2 separate regions of the Sus scrofa genome follow, and region 2 is linked to region 1. Evidence: chromatin contacts called from public Hi-C data. All regions are on one chromosome and are shown on one strand. Each heading gives the region's core, a stretch centred on a gene start, on an enhancer-like site or on the middle of the called end of the contact. The rest is flanking DNA. Distances are from core to core; before and after follow the strand shown. Region 1 holds the start of NID1 (nidogen-1). Region 2 overlaps NID1 (nidogen-1).

Evidence for each region. Hi-C and Micro-C count contacts between places; a contact is called where the count stands out from the background.
Region 2: a Hi-C map of embryonic fibroblasts shows a contact between it and region 1, with 3 times the contacts expected there. The contact joins the enhancer-like site here to the promoter of NID1 in region 1. A contact is called at or near these places in 9 of 47 Hi-C or Micro-C datasets (embryonic fibroblasts, fetal heart ventricle, heart right ventricle and 4 more) and 1 of 2 datasets of contacts at active chromatin or transcription factors (skeletal muscle).

The regions. Positions count from the first base shown.
Region 1 is chr14:55,235,817-55,240,963 of Sscrofa11.1, reverse strand. It overlaps NID1 (nidogen-1), which reads right to left and starts at 1,637. Exons shown (of 20, transcript XM_021073758.1): 1 at 988-1,637. The coding sequence starts at 1,212.
Region 2 is chr14:55,297,147-55,302,339 of Sscrofa11.1, reverse strand. It overlaps NID1 (nidogen-1), which reads right to left. Exons shown (of 20, transcript XM_021073758.1): 10 at 1,011-1,136. Among named protein-coding and RNA genes, the nearest start is that of NID1, 60 kb to the right of the region's middle. Within about 2 kb of position 3,334, at least 15 of the 83 cell types and tissues checked have an H3K27ac peak or open chromatin away from gene starts, as enhancers often do. A contact at or near this core is called in embryonic fibroblasts, retroperitoneal adipose tissue and subcutaneous adipose tissue, where this site is marked.

The sequences.
Region 1 (5,147 bases), core at 388-2,887:
GTGGGTCCCGGGCGCAGTCGCCCCAGCCAAAAGACCAGTACAGCCATTTCATGGGTAGGACAGGCTCCAGCCGCTGATGGTGCTGTTCCCCCCACTTCTGGAATGCACACAGCTTTATATGAAATCCACATGGTGTGCAGCGGCGGAAGGCAATGGCACGAAAGGACTTTACCAAGCTGACAGCGTACCCAGGCTCTGCCAGTTAGAAGGCTCCAGAGAGCGAAAAGGCTCAGGCCCGCTCCCCTTCTGGGGCCCCCATGGTGACAGTGCTGGGCTACAGGAAATTGGATCACCAGGGCGCTCTGCTTTCCCAGCCCTGAACTTTGGAGTGAAAAAAAACTCAACCAGAGAGCAGAATCATTGCCAAGACATATCCGGAGTCCACATACACAAATGCACGGGCTGTCGGTTAAATTCCCCGGGGGCGGAGAGCCGGCTTTGGCGGTCTTTTCCTGCCCCAGCACCTACTGGAGTCCCAGGGCCCGCGCGCCAGCTGCGACCTAGCTCTGGCCTTTGCCCCACGCCTGGTCCCAACCAGACCATCTCCTTTCCTTCAAAGGCAGAAGGCAAAGACAAGACGCGGACGGGCTTCCCAGCGGGCGCAGCTGCCCACAGCCGCGGGAGAGGAAATTCCGCCCGGGTCCCAGAGTGTGGGGTCGCGGGGTCCTGGAGTGAGACAGGGCGCACACGGGGTGGCGCCGACGGGGCGAGCTCCCCAGACCGGAGTGCCCCTCTCGCGACAGCGAACAGGCTGCGGGGAGGCGTCGGAGGCCCGGCGGAGGCGGAAAGCCCACGGGGGCTTGGAAACCGAGCGCCGCACCCCGCGCCCCAGAGGCTAGCTGGTCGCGCGGTCCCCGCCCACGACGCCCACGTCCGTCCGGCTTCGTTGGCGCCCCCAGCCCGCCTGGGCCTTCCTTCCGACGCCGCTTCAGCCTTCCACGCTCTCCCCCCAGATTGCTCCCACCTCCCGCCCGGGGTCGCACTCACGTAGATCGAGTGGATGTTGGATTTGTCGAAGAAGCGGAGCGCTGTGCTCAGCTCCAGGGCTGGGGAGACGAGGTCGTCCCCGGCCTCCAGCTCCAGGTCCCCGTGTCCCGGACCGAAGGGAAAGAGCTCCTGGTGGCTCAGGCAGCCCCCGGGCCCCGCCAGCAGCAGCTGCAGCAGCAGCGCCAGCGTCCACGCAGCCTGGCTCCAGCGGATTGCGGCCAACATGTTGCCGGACTGCTGTCCCGCAAACCAAGGGGTCGGCGGCCGGAGGCTGAGGAAGGCGGAGATGTAACCGGACGCCCCTCAGCAACCCCTCCACGCCTCCGGTCTCCCGAAGTTCCCACCCCGGGAAATAGGGGAGGGGAGGGGAACCGAGGGGAGATGGAGAGGCGCCCCGCCCCGTCCACAGGGCGCGCAGCAGAGGCTACCCAATGGCCGTGAGGGGGAGGGCGAGGGGAGACACAGAATCCCCTCGCCGTTGTGGCTGAAGCGCCCTCGTTCACGGCGGGGTAATGGGCACTGGTGGCCGCGGTTCCTGAAACTAACCCAGTTCCCATCGAACGGCCCCTCCCGGAGGTGGGAGCAGAGCGCTGAGCTCTTCACCATTGTCTTCGGGTCTGGGCTAAGTCATGGGGACCCGGCAACATGGAAATGCTCTGGATTCGGGGACACGCTGCTTGGCGGCGTCCGGAGGTCGGATTCCCCTCACATGGTCAGACTCTGGTAGGAAGAGGGGATAGTGGGTGCTGAGGATTAGCAAGAAGGGAGCAGGGCCATTTACTCGTCCATCCGTTCTCTTAACTCTTGAGTGGAAGTTCGGCCAGAAATAGGAGCCAACACGCAGAGACAAAGTCTTGAGTGTATGACATTATTCAATGTTATGTGGGGTGTGCTCCCTACGTGCCATTAGGACTGGAATAATTGGTCCAGGAGAGCGACTTTGGGGATATGGGAATCAAACCAGGTCTTCTGGAAGGGATAGAGTTCCACCAGGGGTCTGGGGAAGGAACTTTCTGGAAGCTGGAGGGCGTGAGCTCTGGGTGGATTCAAGGGGCCATCTCTCACTTGAGAATTTGGGGGAAGGAGTCCTGTTTGAAGTAAATCCTTTACTATCAAACCTAGGAACCTGATCTCTTCTAACACTGGCGGGAGTGTTCTTGACAAAGGAAGATAGGTGATGTAAGTGGTGTCCTGAATAATGGGTTGATCATTAACTTAGCGGTGGGTTGAAAGAAGAGGCAGAGGTCATCAGAGGACCATTGAGAGGGGAAAAAAAAGTAGTGAGGAAAGAAAAGGTGGAAACTGGGAAGAAATGAAGGGGAAAGGAGGAAAGTTTAAACTGGCTGGAAAGTTTTGAACCTGGAGGATTGCACAACCTCTCCTGCCTTTTAAAGTTGGGGAATGGGAGCTGCAACTTTGAGAGTTTGGATAGGTGTTTGATGTCAGACCTGTTAACTTGGAGGCATCAACAGGGTATCCTCCGTTGCCTCTCACCAGCTAAAATTAAGGGCCTGGGACCCAGTTTGGGATAATTTTTCTAATAATAGCAAATTCTCTATAATATTTAGGGAGCAGGAGTCCTGAACCAGGAGAAAATGTGAAGAAAAAGCCAGTGAAATGCACCATCGTTTTGCAATCACAAAGCCATCCCCCATTTATAGAAGAGGGACAGAGAGGCCCAGAGAGGTTAAATCACTTTGCTACAGTCACATAGCTGGAAGCCTGCATGGGACCCAGGGTGGTCCAGCTCTAAGATGACCTTAGCCACTACATGGTAGCCTCAGTATTGCTACATTTCTTTCTTTTGATGTTAAAGAGTGACTAATGCTGCCTGCAATCTGCTGCAAAATCCGGTGGCTTTTCCTTCATTTCTCTCCCAGAACTGCTTCGCTCAGAGCCTCCTCCGTTCAGCTCCAGAAGCACTTCTTGACTCTAGTCCGTGCGGTTAAGTATCCTCAGCTGCTGCACTGTCTGTCTCTGAGTTTCTGGGCTCCAGCTCTGCCCTTTTCCACAGAGAGAACTCCCTGCAGAGGCACATCTGCTCCTCTCTGCTCACCTGCATGGCTCCCAGGGCTCCAGTGTGTGCTCAGCCAGTTTCCTCCCGCCTGCACCCAGACACTCCCCTCCTTCCTACCCTCTGCTTGACAGCAGAGCCATCTCAGAAGCCATTGCCTGTCCTGGAATGCTCTCACCCCTCTCACGAATTCTCTGCCTTTTTAGTACTCAGATGGCTTCTGAAACTCCTATTGGTCCATGGAACTTTACTCAGCTAATGCAGAAGCAAGAGCAGTTCCCCACATAGCCTGTTCACAGTAGCCTGGAGTCCAGGCTGGCTGAGGCCTGGGCTCTGCTTTTACTACTCACCCTGTGAACCTGGGCAGGTTTCTATGACCTCCTCATTTGCAAGGGCTGTTCCTTTCTACAGTCAAAGGATTGTTATGAGAATTAAGACGATCCATGAAATACTCCTAGCACAGAGCTGAGCACAACGTTAAGTACTTGGCTAGTAGTAAAGCTGTCATTATTGGGAGTTCCTGTTGTGGCTCAGTGGTAATGAACCCGACTAGTATCCATTAGGGTTTGATCCCTGGCCTCACTCAGTGGATTAAGGATCCTGAGTTGCCATGAGCTGTGGTATAGGTTGCAAAGGAAGCTTGGATCTGGCGTTGCTGTGGCATAGGCCAGCAGCTGCAGCTCAGATTCAGCCCCTAGCCTAGGAACTTCCATACACCGCAGGTGCAGCCCTAAAAAGCAAACAAAACAAAACAAAAAAATCATTATTCTCTAAATGTATATTTTTCATGATTTGCACTATTTCCGCATTTACTAAGAATCCACTTTGAGTCAGACCCTCTATTAGGAATTCGAGATATAAAGATCATTAGCTCATAATCCCTTTTCTAGACAGACACAACATTACATAGTGGCATGTTTAACCCATACACGGATAGCAACAGTAGATGCGAATTTAATACTAGTAACGATTGCACAGCTGGTAGTTTTATAGCAAAGATAGGGGAAATGAGATTTGCAAAATTTTTGCACCCGGTTTCACAGTTAGTGGAAGAGCCAGGATTTGGAACCAAACTAATGTTCTTTCTACCGAACCCTCCTGCATTTTTTTTTTCTTGCCTTTTCTAGGGCCACTACCGCAGCATATGGAGGTTCCCAGGCTAGGGGTCTAATCAGAGCTGTAGCTGCCGGCCTACACCACAGCCACAGCAATGCCAAATCTGAGCCGCGTCTGTGACCTATACCATAGCTCACAGCAATGCCAGATCCTTAACTCACTGAGCAAGGCCAGGGATCAAACCTGCAAACTCATGGTTTCTAGTCGGATTGGTTAATCACTGAGCCATGACGGGAACTCCCCCTCCTGCTTTTCTGTAGAAGGAGAACTTTCTCCTTTGATTTCTATCCACAAAATGTATTTGCTCCCTTGTTTATATACAGTGTTCATGCTCTATTTTTACATATGCTTCTGTTTCCTAATTTCATTAGTATTGTCTTTAGTATATACTGTAAACAATCTGTCATTTCCTATTTATAGCCCTGTACTTACTACAGGTTGCCTGGTGCTATGCCTCCTGCTAGGACAATGTGGGCTGGGTGCCAGCCACTCCTTTAGAATTTATAGTTGCAAGTATATTTACTGTGATCATCTTCATCACATGATATTTGATTACATTTTTTTTCATTCACACTCATGGCATATGGAAGTTCCCAGATCATATTTTGCTCTGGTCACTTTATTTTATTTTGGCCACACTGTGGCATGGAGAAGTTCCCGTGCCAGGGATCGAACCTGTGCCACAGCAGGGAAAATGCCAGATCCTTAACCTCTAGGCTGCTAGGGAACTCCCACGCTGGTCATTTTCTAAGTGTATTTAATAGCGAGGTGTTTTTCTCTAGTTGTGTTATGTGCTTTTTTCCGAGATGTAAGCTCTTCGGGACAAGGATCATGTGTTTATTTCTTTTCCAAAGGTCACAATGCTGTGACCAGTGCTGTGTGCACATTAATAAAACTCAACAGTTTGAGAATTCAATAGTACTTTTTTTTTTGGCTGCACCTGCGGCATGTGGAAGTTCCTGGGCCAGAGGTCGAACACATGCCACAGCAGCAACACCGAGCCACTGCAATAACTACCCCAGATCCTTAA
Region 2 (5,193 bases), core at 2,085-4,584, 60 kb before region 1:
TCAGCTCTGTGCAAAGGGGACTGATGTCTCAAGTTCACAGATGTTTGGGTCATACTCCAAATATGAGAACGGCCTGTTCCCTCCTGCCCTTGAGACACCACCTCACCCCGGGGCCTTGGCGGCCTCATCTGAGTTTCAAGGCAGAGCAAAGAGAAAGCTTGCTAGGGTTTGGTAAACAGTGAGAAAGGGGCAAGGAAATGGTTCACTCAGGCAGTAAAAGAAGAATCTGTTTTCAATCAGGAAGAAAGGTCGAAAAAGTGGGACAATTCAAACAATCGGGCCCACCCTCCTCATCAACCTAAAAGCATAATTAGCCTAATGAATAGCCTTCGCTTCTAAACTGATAGGCTAAGAAGCTATCAGTGGCTTATAAAATTGAAATCTATAAGATAGGCCCCAAAGGGAATTTTAGATGTAAATCAGGAAGAATTCAGACCGTGAATCCCAAGGCCACTAAGTACAAGGAGAAACAAGTCTAATTGTTTTAATAGCCTTTTGAATAGTTTAAAAAGAACTAAAAGGAGTCTTCTAAGAAGGGAAAGGTGTTACTAGTGCAGATAATAACACTGTCCATGGGGCTCTCCAGGAAGTCAGAGGGAAGGAATGAAGTCTGATTCACCTTTGTTAACTGCCCTCCCAACAACAGAGCCAGGAACCTTCCATCTCGGTGGCAACAACACTCAGACAGGCGCTGATATCCGCCACATGGATACTCATTTTCAAAAGTCACCTACTGGAGTTCCTGTTGTGGCTCAGCAGTAATGAACCCAACTAGGATCCATGAGGATGAAGGTTCGATCCCTGGCCTCGCTCAGTGGATTAAACATCCGGTATTGCCATGAGCTGTGGTGTAGGTCACAGATGGATTGCTCCTTGGATTCCTCCTTGCTATGGCTGTGGTGTAGGCCGGCAGCTGTAGCTCCGATTAGACCCCCAGCCTGGGAACTTCTATATGCTGTAGGTGTGGCCCTAAAAAGACAAAAAAAGAAAAAGTCACCTACAGTACTTACCCACACAGGTTCCCTCCTCTGAAAATCGGTAACCCTCTACACACTCGCAGCGGAAGGTCCCTGGGTGGTTATTGCAGATGGCGTGGCTCCCACACACCGCAGGCTGTTCTGAACACTCGTTGATATCTGCAACAAAGTTTTTTTAAAAATACAGACTTAAAAAAAAAAAAAACAAACCCTGTCCAAACATCATTAAACATTAATACAATACAAAGCACTTGGCCCACAAATGGATCTTTTTTTTTTTCTTTTTTCTTTAGGGCCACAAGTGCAGCATCTGGAGGTTCCCAGGCTAGGGGTCAAACTGGAGCTACAGCTGCCAGCCTACACCCCAGCCATGGCAACACCAGATCCGGGCCACATCTGCAACCTACACCACAGCAACACGGGATCCTTAACGCACTGATGGAGGCCAGAAATCAAACCTGCACACTCAGGGACACCAAGCCAGGTTCTTAACCCACCCAGCCACAATGGGAACATCTATTTTTTACTGTTTTTTTGGCTGTGCCTGCAGCATGCAGAAATTCCCGGGCCAGGGGTCGAACCTGTGCCACAGCAGCTACCAGAGCCACTGGCGTAACAACGCCAGGTCCTTAACCTGCTGAGCCACCAGGGGACTCCTCTGTGCATAATTTTAGGGAATGGTCCCAGGACCTTCCTCCTAAGTAAACATGGGCTTCCCCTCGCTCTCCTGGGGTTGGTAGTTGAGCCTGGGGCCTGCTAACATCAAATGGGCAAATACATGTTAGAAACATATGCAGACAAGTGTCCGGACTCTGAATAAGGTTCCTAAACTAAAGAGCCTAATTCAATATGCTATTGTTCAAAAATATTTCCTTTCTCTCATGACAGTGACAGAGGAAAAAACATTTTGTTGAAAGTCTAATTGTGAATTTTGGAACATGATCTAGAACTTAATGCACTAAAAGGAAAACCATGAACTTGTAAGACTGTAAGCAATGTCCTCCCACATGACAGTATTGTAGCTGCTGCATGAAATACTGGGAAAAAAAAAAAAAAAGATCTGCTTTGGAGCTCGACATGGCTGGGGTTCAAATCCTGACTCCCTGGGAATTCCCATCATGGCTCAGTGGTTAACGATCCCAACTAGAATCCATGAGGACTCTGGTTCGATCCCTGGCCTTGCTCAGTGAGTTAAGGATCCAGTGTTGCCATGAGCTGTGGTATAGGTCGCAGACGTGGCTTGGATCTGGTGCTGCTGTGGCTATGGCTGTGGCCGTGGCCAGCAGCTACAGCTCCAATTGGACCCCTTGCCTGGGAACCTCCTCATGCAGCGTGTGTGACCCTAAAAAGACACACACACATACACAAAAAAAAAGGATAAATCCTGCCTCCTTGGTTATCAGCTTATGTGGTCTTGGGCAAGCTGCCTACCTGCTCAGCCTGTTTCTCTATTGGCAAGTAAGCACACTACTACCATTCACCTTGAGGGGTTCTTCTGAAGACGACAGAAAATGGATGTAAGCCAGAAGGATATAAACCTAGCATACTCAAGAAAGGTAGCTATTGGAGTTCCCTGGTGGCTCAGTGGGTTAGGGATCCAGCGTTGTCACTGCTGTGGCACAGGTTCGATCCCTGGCCCAGGAACTATCATATGCTGAGGGCACAGCCAAAAAAATGTAGCTATTATTATCATTTTTAGGGATTCATCCTACAACAGGGATGGGGTATGGATGTGGTTGATTCTAGAACATGGTCTGCAGATGGCCACTGGCACTGGGGACCAGTCTGTGGCTATCACCACAGTAAGGCTGGTTGCTCCAGACAAGAAATCAAGCTCCCCTGTCATTTCCTTGGTTACCTGTCCCCTGATAGAGTGAAATAAATACAGTCACACAAATTCCTTCTGTGTCAACCTCACTCTTAGAACGTAGTTACTTCTGGCATTTTTTTTTTTTTTTTTTTTTTTTATGGCCACATCTATAGCATAGGGAAGTTCCTGGGCCAGAGAGGTTGAATCAGAGCTGCAGCTGCCAACCTACACCACAGCCATGGCAACACCAGATCTGCAGCTCGCAGCAGTGCTGAATCCTTAACCCACCGATCAAGGCCAGGGATCGAACCCGCATTCTCACAGACACTATGTTGGGTTCTTAACCCACTCAGCCACAACGGGAACTCCACTTCTGGTGTTTTCAGAACCCTTGGAGGTGCGTGTGAGGAAGATTTCATAACAGATGAGACCACACAGCTCCCCTCCCCCTCTCAATGCCTTAATGGGAATCCTTCTCAAGCCTCCTCCTCCGATGGCCAGGCAAGCTGGCCTCTTCATTGCTGAGGCAAAAGCCTTGCTGGCTTATTGGACAATATTGCACAAGACTAGCATTTTTGCCACATCAGCCCCTGGTTTGACCTATTCACAGACCAAACCCTAAGCCAAACGGCATTCAGCTTTTTGAAACTATAATGGAATGCATGTTCCTGTGTTGTGTTTAAGATACAAGATCTCAGACCAGAGGACACCTCTAGGCACAGCTGGAAGGTTACAGAACAAAGCCCCTCCAAAGACAGCCTCTTAACAACTGGAGGTGAGACAGGGGAGGAGGGAGGTTCAGCTTTGTGTGACTTTCCAGCTCCATCCACCAGCTGCTGCTCCCACAACATGGGAGGAAAGGATCATTGCAGCCTCGCTGTCTCTGCATCACAGCCTTCAGAGGACACTCCGGGCACAGATGCCTGGACATGCTGTGCAGACTGCAGGGCTCCCTGGCTTTGACTCAACTGCCAGTGGCAGAGAGCAGCAGTTTTCAATCAAAGGGACAGAACAAAATCACCAGGGGAAGTTTTCCAAGCTTCCTTCCCCACTCCCAGGGAGGTTTATGGAAAGAGAAACTGTGTGTTTCAAGAAAGCTCCTTTGGTGATGGAAAGATGCTTACCCTGCACGCACACCCTACCTGGAGAAGGGCTGGCAAACAGGACCTGGGGGCCCGCAGGATGAGGGAGGGGATGGTCCCCTGGCGCCACCCCCACCTCCATGTGGGTCTACACGTATAATCCAAACAGAGCAACACCATTTTTTTTTTTTTTTTTTTTGCTTTTTGGCTGCACCCATGGCATATAGAAGTTTCCAAGACCAGGGATCGAATCAGAGCCACAGCTGCGACCTATGCCACAGCTGCAGCAACACCGGATCCTTGACCCACTGCACCAGGCTGGGGATAGAACCCGAACCTCAGCAGCAAACCAAGCTGTGGCAGAGACACCACCAGATCCTTAACCTGCTGTGCCACAGTGGGAACTCCATGACACTTTTTTTAAAGCAAAACCCTAGCAATTGTCCTACGAATATCTCATGGTCCTCAGGGTTCAGAAAGTCTTCCTAACGCCTAATTTAAACCCTCCCTTCTGTAAATTGAGGCTAGGACTCTAGTCCATTCTTTAGAGAAAGAATGAATTCTTTTGTGATTAACCGTTTCTCATAGAATACCACAATACCTGCTTGAAGATTCTTGTTTATATTATTCAATAGTTGGTTAACCTCTCTAGGATTTATTTCCTCTCACATAAATAATTCTCTAACCCAACAGGAAAATCCTGGCTTATACTTTACTGCTTCCTTTTTTTTTTTACTTTTTTTCAGAGTGGCTACTTTTTACCTATTTTCAATGACTCTAGATTTCTCCAATTTGCCCTTTTCATAAGCGCCAGGCTCTAGGAGGAGAAGCATCTCACAACTGATTTGTTAAATGCCTTGTGTGTATGCAAAACTACTCAAGGAGAGATTGTCCAAAACTCTGTCTTACAGGCTCCCGGTATAGAAGCCATTCTGCCAGGTGGCAGCACTCTCCGATTCAATTGGAAATCTTTCAAAGGACTTGGGAGGGTCACTCTACAGTGTCTAACCAGCACCAGCCTTGTTTCGGATGTCCTCTGTCATTACATCAATGTACGCCCATTAAATGTCAAAGGCTCACCTCCTTCGCTTCTGAGGCACTTTCCAAGTCACAATAATATGTGAAGTGATCTGCTTAATGCAATTTCCTATCAACAGCTGCTTGTCGCGACGCATTAACACAACGAGGCTTACTTCTTGACCCAGAACAAAGAGCAGCCTGCCTGGGAAGATACCCACATTCCACCGTGCAAATCTTCCAGGACGAGGACTAACCACAGGACAAAAGCGTGTGCGCACAGACGCTTGTCTTTCTGAGCGAGGCC